Linked DNA regions of Mus musculus: regions 1, 2, 3 and 5 are each linked to region 4. The links are chromatin contacts, called in public Hi-C, HiChIP or PLAC-seq and Micro-C maps. All regions are on one chromosome and are shown on one strand. The core of a region is the stretch at or near the end of the contact, and the rest is flanking DNA. Distances in the headings are between cores, read along the strand shown. Region 1 overlaps Srbd1 (S1 RNA binding domain 1). Region 2 overlaps Srbd1 (S1 RNA binding domain 1). Region 3 overlaps Srbd1 (S1 RNA binding domain 1). Region 4 holds the start of Six2 (sine oculis-related homeobox 2). Region 5 holds the start of Prkce (protein kinase C, epsilon).

Region 1 (2,879 bases), core at 220-2,719, 300 kb after region 4:
TGCCACTATGGCTCCAGATAACATAGAACAACACAGGTGTGAGATAGTGAGACAAGAAGTTTAAATGGGGCTTGTGAGTCCCCACAGCCTGCATTTACCCCTCCAGCTCAGCTCCCTTCCCTAGGATCACTGAGTGTTGATTCTGATAACAAACAACACATTCTAGCTGGATCTCCTTTACTTAGACATCCCCCTGCCCCCACTCCAACCCTCTGACCCAGTTCCTTTTCCCCCACAGCTGTTGGCTTTACCCTGATTACTTGTGGAGCTATCTTTTACATTTGTATTAACAACTGGTCACCTCTTCCTTTCCCTCCCCAGTCAAACCACCTTAAGTCCACGATCTTTTTTAGAAACTGTGCTCCTTCCACTTCTGCAAAACAAGACAAAAATCCATAAACCCTACACCTCACTGTCCTCATTAAACACACCAACCTGGGAGTGGACGCTGGGATTTCACCTGATGCTAAATTCCAAAGCAGGAACTTCTGGTAATTTGAACCACACAAGGTTGAGACCATGACAACATGAAGTGAAACTAAGGCCCAGGGCAGAGGTAGGCTGGTCCCCAGGCCAGTAAGGCAGTTTCATGCTTAGAAATCTCTCGCCTCCTTGCCTTGTAGAATCCAGTGGCTGCCAATCCCCATGGGGTTCTCATCAGCTGCTCAGTTTAGCTTGGCATGAAAACCAGTCAGGAACCACTCAGCAGGTTCCCCAAGACAGCTGGGAGCACGGAGAAAGCAGAAAGCCTCCATGAACCATGTACACTTACACATCAAGGGCCATGGGAGCAGTCACGCCACGGCACCAGTGTGCTCTGAATTAAGGAAACTAACCAGCAAGGAGGGCTTAAACAACAGGAACGATGTCAGCAAAGAGCAGAAGCCAGATGAGTGAAAGGGAGGAATAAGGCATAAGACAGGAAACACTTTTGAGAAAAGGAGAAAAGAGATGTAATACAAATACTGTAACATGGAAATACCCAAAATACTGTCTACCCTGCCCCCCACCTCCAAAGTCATCTGCCTCTCCCCTGGAAATGTGTTGACAGTGTGCTTGGAGAGGCCTGTTTGGAATGCCCTCTGGAGAGCCCAGGCCCATCCGCATGCTGCTCAACTAGAGGCTCCTCAAGGAGGGGCTCTGTCTAGCTGGGCTAACTGAGTGCTTGCCTTTGCTTTGAGTCCCTCATGTAACTGAGATATTTAGCAATCGACACCTTGATAGAAAAATAAAGATGGACAGGAAAATAGAGTCGAGGCTACCTATAGCTCAAGTGCCCCTGTCAACCATCCAGTGAGTGTATAGGCATATTACCAATCCCACCCCTCATGAGACACACTGGTCTTAGTGTCCCTGCAAGAGACAGCCCTGGAGTCCACAAGGGGAAAAGCAGGCTTCTCCACAGTCCCGTATTTAGGAGCAGCAACTTTCTATGAGAACAGGCAGGCTTTGATGCCCACTTTTGGCACTGGTCTTACTCAGTGTTTTGTTTTCTCCAGCTGCAATTCTGTCTCAATGGGTCATTGCTCTCAACAACCACGGCTATTACACTTCCTTTACCCTCTCCCTGCACAGAAAGCTGAGAACACTCGAAATTAGAAAGACAATCAGCACAGAGATATCATCTTATTTGTTCAATGTGCTCAGTGAAATGGAATCCAGAAACCTGGACGGCTGTAATTTAGGAAGAAGATTCACTTTTTGGTGTGAATGGAAAGCTTTCCCTCCTGGCTCTTCAGACACAAAGACGTTTACAGGAGACTCAGGGAGAGCATGCCTCCATGCACACAGAAGCACAGCACATGAGAGGTGTCCAGCTTGGTGCAGCAGCACAGCAACATGGACCAGGAGGCCGAAGCCATACTTGTAGCTTTGGCTCCAGACAGGAATCTAAGTGAGTGCGGAGGATGAACGCTGACCCTTGGCCCTCTCCTGTGGACGACGGATGCTGACTCTCAGCCTTCTCCTGTGGCCCTCTCCTGTCGAGAGGACCTAAGATGGCGATGGGAACTTCCTGGAGACAAGGGCGACAACTCACCTGTTCGGATGTCAAAGGTTTTGGGCTGGCTCAGTCCATCTATGATGACCTGCAGTGTGTGCACAGTTGTCTGTAACCTTTCAGCAGTTTCCTCTATGCCTTCTTTCCCGAGAGACACGTTTATTTTCTGCTGCATTTCAGGCTTTCCAATCTCACACATTGTCCCCCCAATGAACGATAAAAACCTTCAGTGGGAAGAAAAGCCCAACAATTTATCAGTGATCTTACCTTCTGGTCACCTTCACATTCTCTCATCCCAGGACACTTGCACATCAGTCAGTTGAGAGTCTACAGTATACTCTGTGCTGTGTTAAGATTTAGCTAAAGGCATGTGGGCAAGGGGAGAAGGGGGGTTTAGGCTCTTGTGCTATTTTCCAAGTGTGGCAAGGAACACTTTACAGTGTGCTGGTCATGACAGTTCAGTGTCACATGTGTAGTTCCTAGACAAGGCTGTCTATATTATCTCACGTTTCCTGAAATTTTCAGTAGGAAAACATTTGAATTTAGATTAATAGACAAACATGATCCATTGATGATACCAGAGTCCAACATGACATGTGTCAAGCACTCCTCGCTTTTGACACTGCTCAATTTCCATTGTACATGAATAGCTACGCCTGTGGCCTGTGATTGGGAGGGTGACACAAATGCCATCGAGCCACACACAAGTGAAATTACCTAAAAAACACTCGGAGTATTCAGCGGGAAAGTAAATCACAGAGGGCGGTTAGGGGTGGGTGTGCTCACGCTCCCCACAGCAACACAACAGTATAAAAGGGAGGGATGTGAAAGAAAAAGTGATGCCCCCCCAAAAGAATGCAAGTAAACCCCCAAAGCTGCA
Region 2 (3,197 bases), core at 70-2,569, 350 kb after region 4:
AAAATATTTATTTCAAAAATTGATTCTCCACACATTTTAAGCTAATACATTCCTTTTCCTGCTCAGTCTCTCACAAGGAAAGTTGCTATTCACTGTCTCTTTTTAAAATACATTTTTAGACTGCGAATACTTTTTAATTTCTATAATACACCTTGATGACCAGAGGGAGAATACTATGTCAATTATTTTTAACTGTTGAAATTTCAAATTTCAAAGCGAGCAACAAAGCAATCAAAGACACACTTAGAAAATAAAAGCAGAGTGGTCACACTGCAGTGACAGGGGTATTTCCCAAGGCAGCCTCTGAGAAGCACGTCTAGTCTAGAGAAAACCTTTCTTTTATTCTTCAGTAGGATTAAGTGGAGCAGCAGCAGCTCACCTTTACCCGCTCTGCTTCCTAGAGCACAGAGCTTCCTCGTTTCTAATGGCAGTGCAGAGTGAGGAGGATTCACACAAAGGCCTGGGAACATGGACAGCAAGAGGCACACTCAGGTCCTTTCCAGCTGGTAGAGCTACCCTGGAGGCTGAAGCATCACTGCAGAAGCAGAACTTTGATTTAGCTTCATTTCCTGGCTTCATCCCTGGCTTCAGCATCAGTGGCGTGAACACCAACAGTGTTCTAGGGAAGAATGTCAAGAGGCCAGCAGGCCAGCAACGATGGCCTTTGGGATCAGAACAAGCTTTTCTAGTGTCTGCACATGTGTAGACTACATTCGTGTAAGGAAGCCAAAAACAGAATGCCTTTCAGTAACGGGTCCCCAAGAAGGTGAGCATTGCACCAAGGGGGAAACATGCATGAAAAGCCACCGCTGCACGCCCTTCAGTTCAGAATGTACCTCGGAAGTTTCTTCAGGCATCTTTCTTTTATTACAATCCACATGCATATTTCAGTAGGATGACTACAGGAGAATCACTAATTTTATCTAAACGATGACGTTCGGCAAACATTATGATACCGACTATAAATCTCCAACAAGTCTCCAACACAAAAGAGCTGGTAATTCCATGATTAGAAACAGCTTGATTGTGAGAGGAAAGGCAGCTGTCAACAAACAGCTGCTTTTTGTTGCCACCGCACAATCAGATCGTGAGGCCCAGAACCGCGGAGATTGTTTCTGCTTTATCTGCTGTGTTTGTCTTTAAGCGCTCTACTCTCTTCTAACCCCACCTCCAGAACAGTGAGTCAACTTAAACACGGGACAACCACAACAGAAGAATCAGATGCACACGTGAATCAGATAACATGTGAAGCACTGTAGACTTGGATAATCACTAACAGAAGTCTCACATGCATGCTCTGATTCGGCTCCAAACGCCTAACTCTCCTCTCCCCGTACAAGTGAGAGGCAGCACAGGCCTCATTTCCTCATTCCTGGACTACGGTCATAGCGAGGCTGCCACTCTGATTCTTTGTTCGTAAATTTTGCCCACAGCTGCTTCTGTCCTCCTCCCTTTTGGCAGACAGGAACGAACATGTTTATGTGTGCCAGTATGACCTGAGCAAGCTTGACATTGAATGAGTCTATGAATACCTGATAAGCTTAACATATGAATAAATATTTAGAGTAAAATGGACTTTAACAACAACAACAAAAAGGCCAAAGAATTCTAAAGTACACGGAATTTATTTAACGTCTCCTAAGCAACAAAAGCACATTCATGCCTTAACCTTGAGGCACGGTCATGTCTATTTTCTTTCTCTTTTTAACAGTCTTCTAGAAAGCATGTGGGTATCCTTATTTCCCAACAAAGCATGAACAAGTAAAATGATTTCACCAAGGGGAGGCGGTAAAGGTAAAGCCACGGTGCCCGAGGCTACATTCTCTCCACTGAACCACACTGAAACCATGATGGTGCCCTGAGAATGTTTACACAATTTAAGTTTAAGAGAGACTCTGTCTATGTCAGACTACTAGCCCTCAGGCAAACTGATTAAACACACCCAGAAGTACAGCTATTCAACTGCAAAGATTGACATAGGTCAATGAACATGGTTTTGTGCCCCGGATACAATACCTACCCAAGAATCTCTTACAAGCTTAATGATAAATAAATTTCCCATAAAGTGTTCTTCTTCCTGTATCACTCTCAACTGTAAGGTGACATTTACTTTAGGCTGTGCTCAGACAGCAGACTCAGGGGACTCCCTGTGTCATGCTGCCATTACTGGTCCTGGGTGCAGGTAATGCTGCTAACCTTTGTACAGATCCATACATTTGTACATTGAGAAATTCAAAAAGCTGCCTAAATTTGTGTTAACTCTCATCTTTGCAAATTTTATGCTACAAATAATGATCGGCTCACTTGTCAAAGGATGCCTGGATATATTTCAAACCACATAAAGGATGGGTAAGGAGGCCTGGAAGGAGGGACTCGGGAACAAATGCCTCAGGAGTTACTTGGAGCCATCAGAAACCAGCGCAGAAGAGTGCTTTGCAAGGTACCCCAGGGCCGGCCCTTCTCCAGGACCCAGGCTTTGGCAGTGGCTGTGATGATCTGCACTGAGTTGTGGTACTGAGAGGAGTAAAACTATTAGACTTTTAAAAACAACTCCCAAAAATAAATGTTAAATCTCAGCCTTCTAAACTGTAGCAAAAACTGTTGAGAAGCCCACTTTTACTAGGTTACCTACTGCCCAAAAGTGTCTTCTCCAAAGCCTATTGGTCCAAAATGATTTTCTTCTCCTAGCGAGAAGACATGGGAGCTGGAGAGACCCAATCATTATGGCTCAAAGTTTGGCTACTCCCCAACTTCTTATGAGATGAAGTTTCTGCTGCAGCTGTAGCTGAAGCAGGCTGACATGTGCAGGCACACTGTTACAGGGCAGCCTGGCTGTGATGCCTGGGCAGCACCCACCCCAGATGCCAGCACCCTTGCCGTCCACACTCTCTGCTAGCCTTACGTTACAGAAACTGGTGCTGTCTCAGATAGTAAATGCCTCATTAGCTTGTTAGTACAATGCCTGGCTGATTTCTAGCTTGGCTTTTTTTCTTTTTTCTTTTGGTCTATAAATGAGTGGTACCGGGCAAATCTAGAAAATGAAAAGAAAGAGTCTTTCAAAAATCACCCTGGGAAGATGACCTATTTTCACTCACCTTCTAGTCAGGTTCACATCACAGATGATGCTGGACATGGCTCAGCTCCAAGGAAAACAACCTTCTTGGCCGGCCATTCAGTGGCTGTTTATGAGTATACAA
Region 3 (2,841 bases), core at 316-2,815, 380 kb after region 4:
TAGAGAAACTGTCCTCTCATCTCAGTATTAGGAAACATGAAGTCTTTGATTCTTGTGCCTTCTCCTGGACTCTTTTCCAGCTGTTTGTCTGGTCTAACTTCAGCGGGTCAGTTTTTATTTCATCTTATTCTATTCTGTTTACTGTATTATTATCCTTTAAGAGAAACTAACAACACACACAGCAACTCCCTGCTCTGCCCGTGAGTTAGTCTGTTATGAAGTATGAATGAATATTGGCTTATATCTCAAGAACAGGTAATAAACCTAAAATTCAAATTCCACAAACAGAAGAGTCTCAAGGATTGGATGTTAAGGAATACAACCAAGCTCTCTTAAATCTGTATTTAGTAGAGTTTACCATTTCAGAGCATTCTCAATCCTTCTGAATAGGAGGGTTACCAAGCTGGGCGTGGCAGTTACGCCTCCACCTCCAGCGTTGGGGGCGGGGGCTGAGAGGTAGCAAGATCACAAGTCAGTCCAGGCTATAGAGAGACCCTGACTCAAGAACCAAACGAGAAACCAACCAGTAACAAAAACAGAAGTGATCTGTTGATGATCTTTGTATTTAACTACAAAGCTTGGTGGTAAAATAAAAATTCGAGCAAAAGTTACAAAAGCTACCCTTTCTTCCCGATCTAGAAATATATTTTTAGCGTTAATATGAAATAAATATAAAACAACACAGAGAAATAAATTTTGGTTAAGAAGGGACCAAAAGTAATTGGAAATCCAAATGCCTATCATTAAAGAGTCAATGAATGGAAAACCAGCTTGTGAATCAAAATTATCATCCTAAGAGATTTTGATTTCATGTAAAATATTCAAGATAAATTAAGAGAAAAAACTAACAAAACTGTATGACCATAATAAGTTTACCTTCAAAATAAATGTGTAAACAAAGATAATTGTTTCATATAATATGTGAGTAACTTAAACAAAAAGTATTCCTTTTATTTTCTGCAATACCCAAGTCATATTTATTTGTAATTTAAAAAACACTTCAAATTTAAGTATAATTGCTAACTGATAAGGTACTCTACTATTAAACAATAGTTAATATTTTGAAATGTACCCAGTTATAAATTATTCTATTTTGACTTAAAATCTGGGCAGGCATATTTTGTTGGTAATGTCCTCTGAACATCACCTTTAGATTACTGTAAACATGGTGTTTTTGTGGCTACTTAAAAGGATGCAGAAACCTCACACTGTCAGTTTTACACACAGGCCAATGCATCAAGACAACTTTTACAGGAAAGACAAGTTGCATGGCCCTAAGTTTCCATCACTAATATATTGTCCGTGGTCAACTGGCTCAACTGGTGTGAACCCATTTCAAAGCATGCCAGGAAGGTCAGCAAGGAAAGGAAGGAAGGAAGGAAGAAAGAAGGAAAGAGGGGGGGGGAATGGAAGGAGGGACAGAGCTGGGGGGAGGGAGGAAGGGAGGGGGAGGGAAGGAGAGAGAGAGAGAGAGAGAGAGAGAGAGAGAGAGAGAGAGAGAGCGCACATTGCCTCTGCATTGCAGCTGCATTTGCCTTTACGTGTGTAGCTCTAGCACCATCTGGTGGCAGGCAGGCAGGCAGGCTGGGAACAACTCCTCAGTCAGCAGTTGGGGAAAGTCCCAGCACTATTCCAAACAATGACCATTTATTTTCCTGAGAACACCATCAGCAATGGTGCAGTTACCACGCAGAGGATCCACTACAAGCCTGGGAGGCTTAGAGTGGACATGCGGGAGACCTCCACGCACTCCCACATGGATATCCTATCAGTTGCCTAGAGAGCAATTTCAACAGAACCAAGTTCCCCTGGCTAATTTTCCCACAATTTCACAGCACTGTAGATGAAAAGAACACTTTATAAGCACAAAAGACGCCTTAAAGGGGCAGATCCAAATCAACAAGTGTCAAGCAGAACTTGAACTTGGAGTCTGAGGTTCCTAATAGCACTAGCAACAAATTTTCTCATGCTATTAACAAACAAAATATAGTAAAAACAAAAAAACAAAGCAAACAAACTGGCACTCTCCTCATGCCTGTCTTCCCAATGGGCAGTGGGGGCAAAGGCACAGGAGTTCAATGTTTGCCTTGTCAATATTATAAACTGGAGCCATGTCTACGCTACCTGAGGCTCTGTCTTTGAAGAACTGGAGACTGGGTGAAGCAGGCAGGAGCACCTGCTACTCATCCAGAGAATGGAGTGAAGTTCCCAGTACCCAACAGTTCCAGGGCACCTGGAGCTAGACATGACACCAACACACATGAATAAAAATAAAATCTATATTTTTAAAAAGAATCAAACAACAACAAAAAAGCCTGCATTTAAGCAAAGAACCTGCCTCAGAGTATCACAGGCTATGTCACCTGATGTCTCAATGTGTTAAAACAGCATACGGACCTCGACTGCTATCAAAATACCTCTATTTTGATACCAGTAGAGGTATTCTGACAACTCTACTGGATTCAAAGACTGATACCATGAGTAAAAACGTCCTCTGAGGTATAAACAACTGCAATGGGAGGGGCAAAGACAGAAAGCCCTACCTTTCCTTCTGTGTGCCTTCCACAAGAAGTACAGCAATTCTTTTCCCACACCTTTATCCTCTTTCATTTTGAAAAATTTTTCATCCCCACTCCACCTATGTATGAGACCAACTTAAAATTACTATAAAAAGCACATGGCTCCACTAAGGACGCCACAGAGCCAGCCATACGGTGAGGCAAAGGCCCTGCTAAATGCAGGACAGGAGAAGCAGCTCAGCTCCAGAGTCATCACTGACATGAGACAGAAACGTGGTACATGACGCAGGACGCCCTGAGCTTGCGGGGGCTTCAAGTCTAT
Region 4 (3,280 bases), core at 57-2,556:
GTCATTACCCAGATAATACTAGGGAGATTCCAACCCCTGCCCTGACCCCTAAAAATCTCTTTGACCTGGAGGTGACGTCCTAAACCCCCTGATCCCCGACGCCCTTGGTTGTTCGAAGATCAGGCCCTAAGCCTACGCTTACCTCGCAGGGAATTCAGGCCCACAGCCCTGCCCTCTCTGAAACTCGCCGTTTTTCCAGTTTAGTCCACAAGCGACTGAGGAATTAGTTACTGAACTTACGCACCGCTTTGCCCGCTTTAGACAAATTCCGGGTCGCTCAGCCTCCAGAAAAGACCTAAGCGCTGTTTTGAGCCAGCCTGAGCTGCGGCCGAGCTTGGTACCCGGGGTCCGGGTGCGATTTAGTCCTGTCCAGGAGCTCCCCATCCTCCCGCACCCGTTTCTCCCAGGACCAGGGAAGCCGGCGCAGATGCTCACTTACTCGTACCTTTCCTTGGCCTCGGCCGCCCTGTCGCGCTGCCGCCGGTTCTTGAACCAGTTGCTGACTTGCGTGGTGGTGAGGCCGGTGGCCTCGGCCAGCTCGCGCTTCTCTCGTGGCGACGGGTAGGGGTTGTGAGCGTACCACTCGCGCAGCACGCTGCGGCTCTTCTCCTTGAAGCAGTAGCTGGTCTCCTCGCCGTCCCAGATGGAGCGGGGCAGCGGGAACTTGCGCCGCACGCGGTACTTGCCCACGGCGCCCAGCGGCCGGCCGCGCAGCTTCTCCGCCTCGATGTAGTGCGCCTTGAGCCACAACTGCTGCAGCTTGGCGTGGTTGTGCGGCGAGAACTGGTGGCTCTCCAGGATTTTGTAGAGCTCGCGGAAGTTGCCCCGGTGGAAGGCCACCACGGCCTTGGCCTTGAGCACGCTTTCATTCTTGTGGAGGTGCTCGCAGGCGGGCAGCGACCACAGGAAGCGACCCAGCCGCTCGATGTTGCCGCCCTGCTGCAGCACCTCGCACACGCACGCCACTTGCTCCTGCGTGAAGCCGAAGGTGGGCAGCATGGACATGGTGGCGGCTGCGCGCCCGCCCGCCCGCGCGCGCCCTCACCGCGCTTCGCGGCCCCGCATGGGCGCCTCCCCGCCGGCCCCGGCCGGCCGACAGGCGGGCGGGGCCCCCTGGCCAGGCGCCGGCTCCCGAGCGACTCCTGAGTCACAACGATCCGTCCTCGCTCCCGCCGCCGGCCCCGCGCAGCTCCGCGCCCCCGCCGCCCGCGCGCCTCGCCCGCGCCCAAGCCCGGAGGCCGCCCGGGGCGCCGCTCCGCATGCTCCGCGCCCGCCCGCCGCTCGCTCGCCGGCTCCTCGCTCGTTCGCTCTCCCTCCCGTCTAGCTCGCTTGCAGCTTTTTTAATAATATTATTCTAAGCGGGCATGAGGCGCGGCGGCCCGCGCCCTGATTGGTCGGGTTATCTGACCCGGGGCCTGCCCGCGCCAGACAATAGTCGAGTCAAATTATTCGCCATGGAGACGCTGTCAGTCACCGGTAACCCGAGCCCCGGCGGCCCGGGCGGCTCCCACCCCCGCCCCCCTCGGCCAGCTCCGCTGACAGATCGCCCCGGCTCTGCACAGAGCGGAGGTTGGCCGAGACGGGAGCCCCAGGCACTCCCAGAGCCCGGGAGGCGGAGAGGAGCCGGGCTGGGGCCCCGAGACGGCGGTGATTGACGGGGCGGACGCCCAAAGAGCAGAGGAGGAGGAGGACCCCGAAGGAGGGGGCTGGGTGGGGGCCCTCGAAGAAAAGAGGAGGACCGAAGTGGGGAAGGAAGGGAGTAGAAGGGAAGGCGGAGGACCGTTTAAGGGGGTGCCTTTCAGGAAAGGAAAAGAGGGGGACAGAAGGAGCCTTCAAGAGAAAAAGTGTGAGACACCCCTCCCTTTTTTTTTAAATAAGAGGCGTCGCAACAGCCTCACCCAGGCTTCGCCAGGTGCTCCAGCTCCGGCTGGGTCACTGCGTCGCTCGGAAGGTCGCAGCTGACAGGCAGAGACACTAACCCAGGAGGAGGTCAGTGGGATGGAGAGTTTGGATTCTCTTAGGGGGCCTCTGAAAGGCTTGGCTTTTCTAGCTGACAACACCCCACCCCCATGCAAGAAACCCGGGACCCGAGATGTCTATCCCCTAGGGAAAGGGGGAGGAGGTGGGGAGAGAAGTCAGAGATTTGGCAGTGGCCGCAGCTGGACGCCTGAGAATCAACTTCCCGGAGGATCCCGCCTTTCCTTCCTTTCGCAGCAGGCTGCTTGCCCCGCGGCCGGTACCGCCCCCACTCGGCGCGATCTGCTCCTCGCCAGGCGGGGACTCAGACTTAACCCCACGGGGCCCAGGACCCGAGAAACTCCCGGCAGTCTCGTGTGGCCTTTACGGAAGTTGAATCTTGCAAGGGCGGCGACACAAAACAGGGGAGCCCGCATAGACCCGCAGACTGCCCCGGGGAGCCCAGGGCAGCGTGTGTAGGGTAATTGTCGCACTTCCCGGGGTGGGGGTGAGGTGCACAGAAGAGACTGGATTTACCAGCTTCCTGTCTCCCTACTTCTGGGCTCGGGTTCCTGGTCTCTTCTGCCTGAGAACCCAGCGCTAAGTTCCGGCAAGATTGGCCTTAGAAAGTGGGTAGGAGGAGCCCTGCTTTTTGTTTCTTTGTCAGAACTCCCCCAGAACATACGAAGTGCTGGTCCTTTGGAAAAATCCAAGCAATAGAAGGTTAGGGGTGCACTGGAGGGGTGGGGTCAGGGACATCCCTGAAGTTTCCAGAGTTTGAAAGGCCCACGGCTTATTTCTTGGCAAGGCTTGTCCTTTGGGCATCCATTCCGCCCTTTCCCACCCAGCTGCAAGCTCCTAGTGACATTCAATGCCAAGATCCAAGGAGGCACAGACCATGCTAAAACCTCTAGACCTCGTTTTGTTAACAACCCTGTCAGCTTTCTAAGGCGATGGAGAGGCAGATATTGAAAATGGAGTCCCGAGCCTAAGCGTTGGTTTCTGGTTGCTGGTTGTTTATGGGTAAGGTACATATTTATTTATTTAAGGATCCAGCATCATTTCCCAAACTTCCCCTCTGCTCCAGAATGCCACAAGTCTTTCTGTGATGATGTAAGCATGGGAGAGATGAGCACTGTGGCTTTCCCTAAGACTTTAGCTCTGGGAGCCCTGTCCTTTATCTTGAGTTGAAAACAGAAGACTGCCTAAGTTGGTGCTAAGCCAGCACCTGAACAAGTTACTGCAGAAATCCAGATGTCATCTTTGTGGACTTCCTCTGTGGGTAGGGCAGACTCTAGTGTGTTCAGGCTGCCCTGTTTGACAT
Region 5 (3,266 bases), core at 367-2,866, 480 kb after region 4:
GGGGAGGGGGCGTGACTGCACACTTAAACTTTAGGAGGAGATCTGCCTGAACTCAAACCCCTGAACTCTGTGTGTGTGTGTGTGTGTGTGTGTGTGTGTGTGTGTGTGTGTACTGTACTTGGTATGTCATTCCTGGAGACTGCCTTCTCATCTTTAAACTACAAGAAATGATAACCCTTTTCCACAGAGGAAAAAGTGAATGGAATGCGGTTTGTACATTTTGATCCACACTTATCAGAGTCGCCAGATAAACACTTAGCTTTTCACCATCCGAACGAACAGCCGGACTTGCCTTGGCACTCGGGTGAGGGCGGAGGTTTTCTTTTTCCACTCACACGGCGGAGAGCTGCGGGACGAACCCCTTCCCGGGCGCAGGCTGGAAGTTCCCGCTGCGCGGCGCCCGGGGCCTGGCGCGCCCCGCCCGGCGCTCCCAGGTTCCCAGTCCCCCTCGGCACAGAGCCATTCCCTGCCGCCCGCCTTCCCGGTCCTGGTCCCTGGCCCAGGAAATTCTTCCCCAGCAGCCCAGGGCTCGCCTCACGTGACCAGCCGCCGTCGCGGCTGCTTCCAGAGAGTTTAAAGGTTACCGAGGAAATTAGTATGGATACAGCCACTGGACCCCAGGAGGACGCATCGGGCTTTCCCGCAGCCCGAACGCCGGTTGTCAGGGCGCGGATCAAGCCTTGTCCTCTTAAGGGGCACACACAAGGTCCCGCATAAGTAGGAGGAGTCACTTTGAGAAATAAACAGACATTCGAACCAGGCCGGGCCCAGGTTCTACTAGTCTTCCACAAGTTCTCGCAACCCAATCAGGCCCAGAACAAATCCCCAGAGGGGAGAGTCTCCTCAAGGGGGAAAAAAAGAGGGTTTCAAAACTCACACCCAGCCGAAGGGCTCAGCAGTCCGGGTGTCCCCTCCCCCATCGCGGCACAGTAGAGAATCCCAGGGCAGAGTGACAAATAGGCCAGCTCTCCGCGGGCGACTGGTGACCGCCGCAGTCCAGGCAGAGTGGGGGAAGGTGATTAGTCTTCTTGGACATTGCGACCCCCTCCATTCCACCAGGCCCAGTTTTAAGTGATAGTGTTGGCCGCAGGGTGCGAGAGAAAAGCGCGGCCCGCTGCTCTCCGGGTCCAGACCCCGCTCTCCTGGTGCAGATCCGAGGAGCACAGACTCGGCCTGCGACAGTCGCTCCCGCACCTCCGCGACGCCACACTCCTGGGTTCCGCGCGGAGTCCTTCCTCAGCTCCCCCGCGCGCCACGGCAAACGGACCCGGCCGGCCCGCTCCTGCTCTTTTCTGCTCGGCTCACTTTTCCCGTATTGCTCCCCCAACCGGCAAAACTTTCTATTTCCCCAAACAGTGGCGCGCGCGCGCGCGCGTGCACACACACACACACACACACACACACACACACACACACACACTCACACACACTGACGTCTTTTGCGCATTTCCTGCATTAGAGGGAGGGAGAATCGCTCGCACAGCGATCGAGGGAAGCAGATCGCGGGCTGAGCGCTCTGGCGGGCGGCGAGCCGGCGGCAGCCGAGAGCGCGGACGCGGGGAGCGCGGCGGGCGGGCGGGCGCCGGCGGGCGGGAGGAGGGGCCGCGCGGAGTCGCAGTCCCTGCCCGGCCGCCGCGCTGCGCACCGCCGGGTGCCGGCCTGCGCCCCGAACCCAAGTGGCGGCCACCTCTACCTCCCAAGCCCGCGCGGATGTGAGATCCCAGGCACCGGGCGCCTCGCGATCGCCGGCTACGGCGCGACTCTGCTTAACCCGGGAGGTGACGGCGGGGCTGATCGTGCGGCTTGTGGATTTTTTAAAAATTTGGCTCCGGGGAGGACCATTTCCTCTCGACATGCATCCCTCCGGATAGACTGCACATCCCTCAGTCCACCCTCCGCCCCGCGCCGTCCGAGGCAGGCGCTGGGTGGGCGAAGAGGATCCGGGTTGAAATCTGTGCCCCCGGTTCTCGTCCCCGCCCCGTCCCGCCGCCCCCTCCCCCTCCGGGAGTCGAAATTGCCCGGGGATTATGTTTCGGAAAGGTAGGTGAGCGCCGGGCGCGGCGCCTGCTTCTCCGCACACGGACCCGAAGAACCAGCGAGGCGGCGAGGCAGCCCCCGCGGCTTGCAGCGGAGGCGACAGCTCGTCTCCTGCCGTGGAGGTGTCGCCGGTGGTGGGGGGGAGAGACTTGCTCCAAAAAAACGGACGTCTCCAGCTCTCCCCCCTCCCTGTTTTCCGTTAGGAATCCGGCGAGGAAATACATGCACTCGCTGAGAATCGGCGGCGCCAGGAGGCAGCGCCACAAGGTGTAGCGAGTGAGTGGGGTGGGGCAAGAGGGGACCCAGGAGTCCCCCAGGCTCCCGGCGCGCCTGCTCCTGCTCTTCAATCCTGCCCTCGGGGCGGACGGAGTGACCCCCGCCCCGACCATGGTAGTGTTCAATGGCCTTCTTAAGATCAAAATCTGCGAGGCGGTGAGCTTGAAGCCCACAGCCTGGTCGCTGCGCCATGCGGTGGGACCCCGGCCACAGACGTTCCTTTTGGACCCCTACATTGCCCTTAACGTGGACGACTCGCGCATCGGCCAAACAGCCACCAAGCAAAAGACCAACAGCCCGGCCTGGCACGATGAGTTCGTCACCGATGTGTGCAATGGGCGCAAGATCGAGCTGGCTGTCTTTCACGACGCTCCTATCGGCTACGACGACTTCGTGGCCAACTGCACCATCCAGTTCGAGGAGCTGCTGCAGAATGGGAGCCGTCACTTCGAGGACTGGGTGAGTCGGTCCTCCACGTCCGGGAGTCCCGGGTCCCAGGGAAAGACTTGCTGCCTGAGCATTGGTCCTGGGGCTCTGGGCTGTCTGTGTGTGCATGTGCGGCTCAGTTTTCTTGAAGAGGCACGTTTTATTTCCTAGCTGAAGAGACATATACAGTAGGGTATGAAAGACGAGATTTGACAGATGGGCACTATCCCTTGCCCCCCCCCCCGTGCCCTCCCAACAGTGGGCAGTACAGGTGGCTTGCAAGTTGGGAGAGAACCCGGAATGCAGGTGCATAGGTTGGTGGAAGGAATCTGCAAGTCCCTGGTGGACTTGGCTGAGCGACTGTGTGTGGGTGGGTCTCTCTGTCCTTGGAGAGACACGTGGAGCTCAGACTGGAGGGTTTTTGTGCCTCCTGGCTTTATCCTGGGTAGCCTAGTGAGTAGTTTTATAAAGCCGTCTTTCTGGTAGGAAGCCCCCTCTTCCTAAACAACTGTTTAGCTCATTTGATG

The links. A called contact is a pair of places that touch in the nucleus more often than the background predicts. HiChIP or PLAC-seq counts read pairs in DNA pulled down with a chosen protein or histone mark.
Region 1: a Hi-C map of nephron progenitors shows a contact between it and region 4, with 2.9 times the contacts expected there. The contact joins the enhancer-like site here to the promoter of Six2 in region 4. A contact is called at or near these places in 12 of 39 promoter capture datasets (the 3T3-L1 cell line, the HPC-7 cell line, embryonic stem cells and 7 more), 2 of 484 Hi-C or Micro-C datasets (both in nephron progenitors), 14 of 115 datasets of contacts at active chromatin or transcription factors (craniofacial prominence, embryonic basal ganglia, embryonic forebrain and 8 more) and 1 of 9 other capture datasets (embryonic stem cells).
Region 2: an H3K4me3 HiChIP or PLAC-seq map of craniofacial prominence shows a contact between it and region 4, with 8 times the contacts expected there. The contact joins the enhancer-like site here to the promoter of Six2 in region 4. A contact is called at or near these places in 8 of 39 promoter capture datasets (cranial neural crest, embryonic stem cells, frontonasal cranial neural crest and 5 more), 2 of 484 Hi-C or Micro-C datasets (bone marrow-derived macrophages and palatal mesenchyme), 14 of 115 datasets of contacts at active chromatin or transcription factors (craniofacial prominence, embryonic basal ganglia, embryonic forebrain and 8 more) and 2 of 9 other capture datasets (adipose tissue and embryonic stem cells).
Region 3: an H3K4me3 HiChIP or PLAC-seq map of craniofacial prominence shows a contact between it and region 4, with 6 times the contacts expected there. The contact joins the enhancer-like site here to the promoter of Six2 in region 4. A contact is called at or near these places in 19 of 39 promoter capture datasets (the 3T3-L1 cell line, 3T3-L1-derived adipocytes, the HPC-7 cell line and 12 more), 1 of 15 datasets of contacts at CTCF or cohesin (embryonic stem cells), 36 of 484 Hi-C or Micro-C datasets (B cells, the MC3T3-E1 cell line, MC3T3-E1-derived osteoblasts and 15 more), 18 of 115 datasets of contacts at active chromatin or transcription factors (astrocytes, craniofacial prominence, embryonic basal ganglia and 10 more) and 4 of 9 other capture datasets (adipose tissue, embryonic stem cells, liver and 1 more).
Region 5: a contact with region 4 is called in a Micro-C map of embryonic stem cells, with 4 times the contacts expected there. The contact joins the promoter of Prkce here to the promoter of Six2 in region 4. A contact is called at or near these places in 3 of 39 promoter capture datasets (all in embryonic stem cells), 14 of 484 Hi-C or Micro-C datasets (all in embryonic stem cells) and 11 of 115 datasets of contacts at active chromatin or transcription factors (astrocytes, embryonic stem cells and stem cell-derived neural progenitor cells).

What each region holds. Positions count from the first base shown.
Region 1 is chr17:85,986,287-85,989,165 of GRCm38.p6, forward strand. Srbd1 (S1 RNA binding domain 1) reads right to left here. Exons shown (of 21, transcript NM_030133.3): 20 at 2,039-2,223. Among named protein-coding and RNA genes, the nearest start is that of Gm30117, 59 kb to the left of the region's middle. Within about 2 kb of position 1,470, at least 20 of the 459 cell types and tissues checked have an H3K27ac peak or open chromatin away from gene starts, as enhancers often do. A contact at or near this core is called in extraembryonic endoderm stem cells, nephron progenitors and neural progenitor cells, where this site is marked.
Region 2 is chr17:86,037,197-86,040,393 of GRCm38.p6, forward strand. All of the region lies in intron 16 of Srbd1 (S1 RNA binding domain 1), which reads right to left. Among named protein-coding and RNA genes, the nearest start is that of Srbd1, 110 kb to the right of the region's middle. Within about 2 kb of position 1,320, at least 57 of the 459 cell types and tissues checked have an H3K27ac peak or open chromatin away from gene starts, as enhancers often do. A contact at or near this core is called in craniofacial prominence and palatal mesenchyme, where this site is marked.
Region 3 is chr17:86,062,101-86,064,941 of GRCm38.p6, forward strand. All of the region lies in intron 14 of Srbd1 (S1 RNA binding domain 1), which reads right to left. Among named protein-coding and RNA genes, the nearest start is that of Srbd1, 82 kb to the right of the region's middle. Within about 2 kb of position 1,566, at least 7 of the 459 cell types and tissues checked have an H3K27ac peak or open chromatin away from gene starts, as enhancers often do.
Region 4 is chr17:85,686,948-85,690,227 of GRCm38.p6, forward strand. It overlaps Six2 (sine oculis-related homeobox 2), which reads right to left and starts at 1,307. Exons shown (of 2, transcript NM_011380.2): 1 at 446-1,307. The coding sequence starts at 1,005. It overlaps CJ186046Rik (a long non-coding RNA gene), which reads left to right and starts at 1,547. Exons shown (of 9, transcript XR_001782258.2): 1 at 1,547-3,280.
Region 5 is chr17:86,166,169-86,169,434 of GRCm38.p6, forward strand. Prkce (protein kinase C, epsilon) reads left to right here and starts at 1,617. Exons shown (of 15, transcript NM_011104.3): 1 at 1,617-2,772. The coding sequence starts at 2,425. It overlaps Gm5817 (predicted gene 5817), which reads right to left and starts at 1,317. Exons shown (of 2, transcript NR_165800.1): 1 at 293-1,317.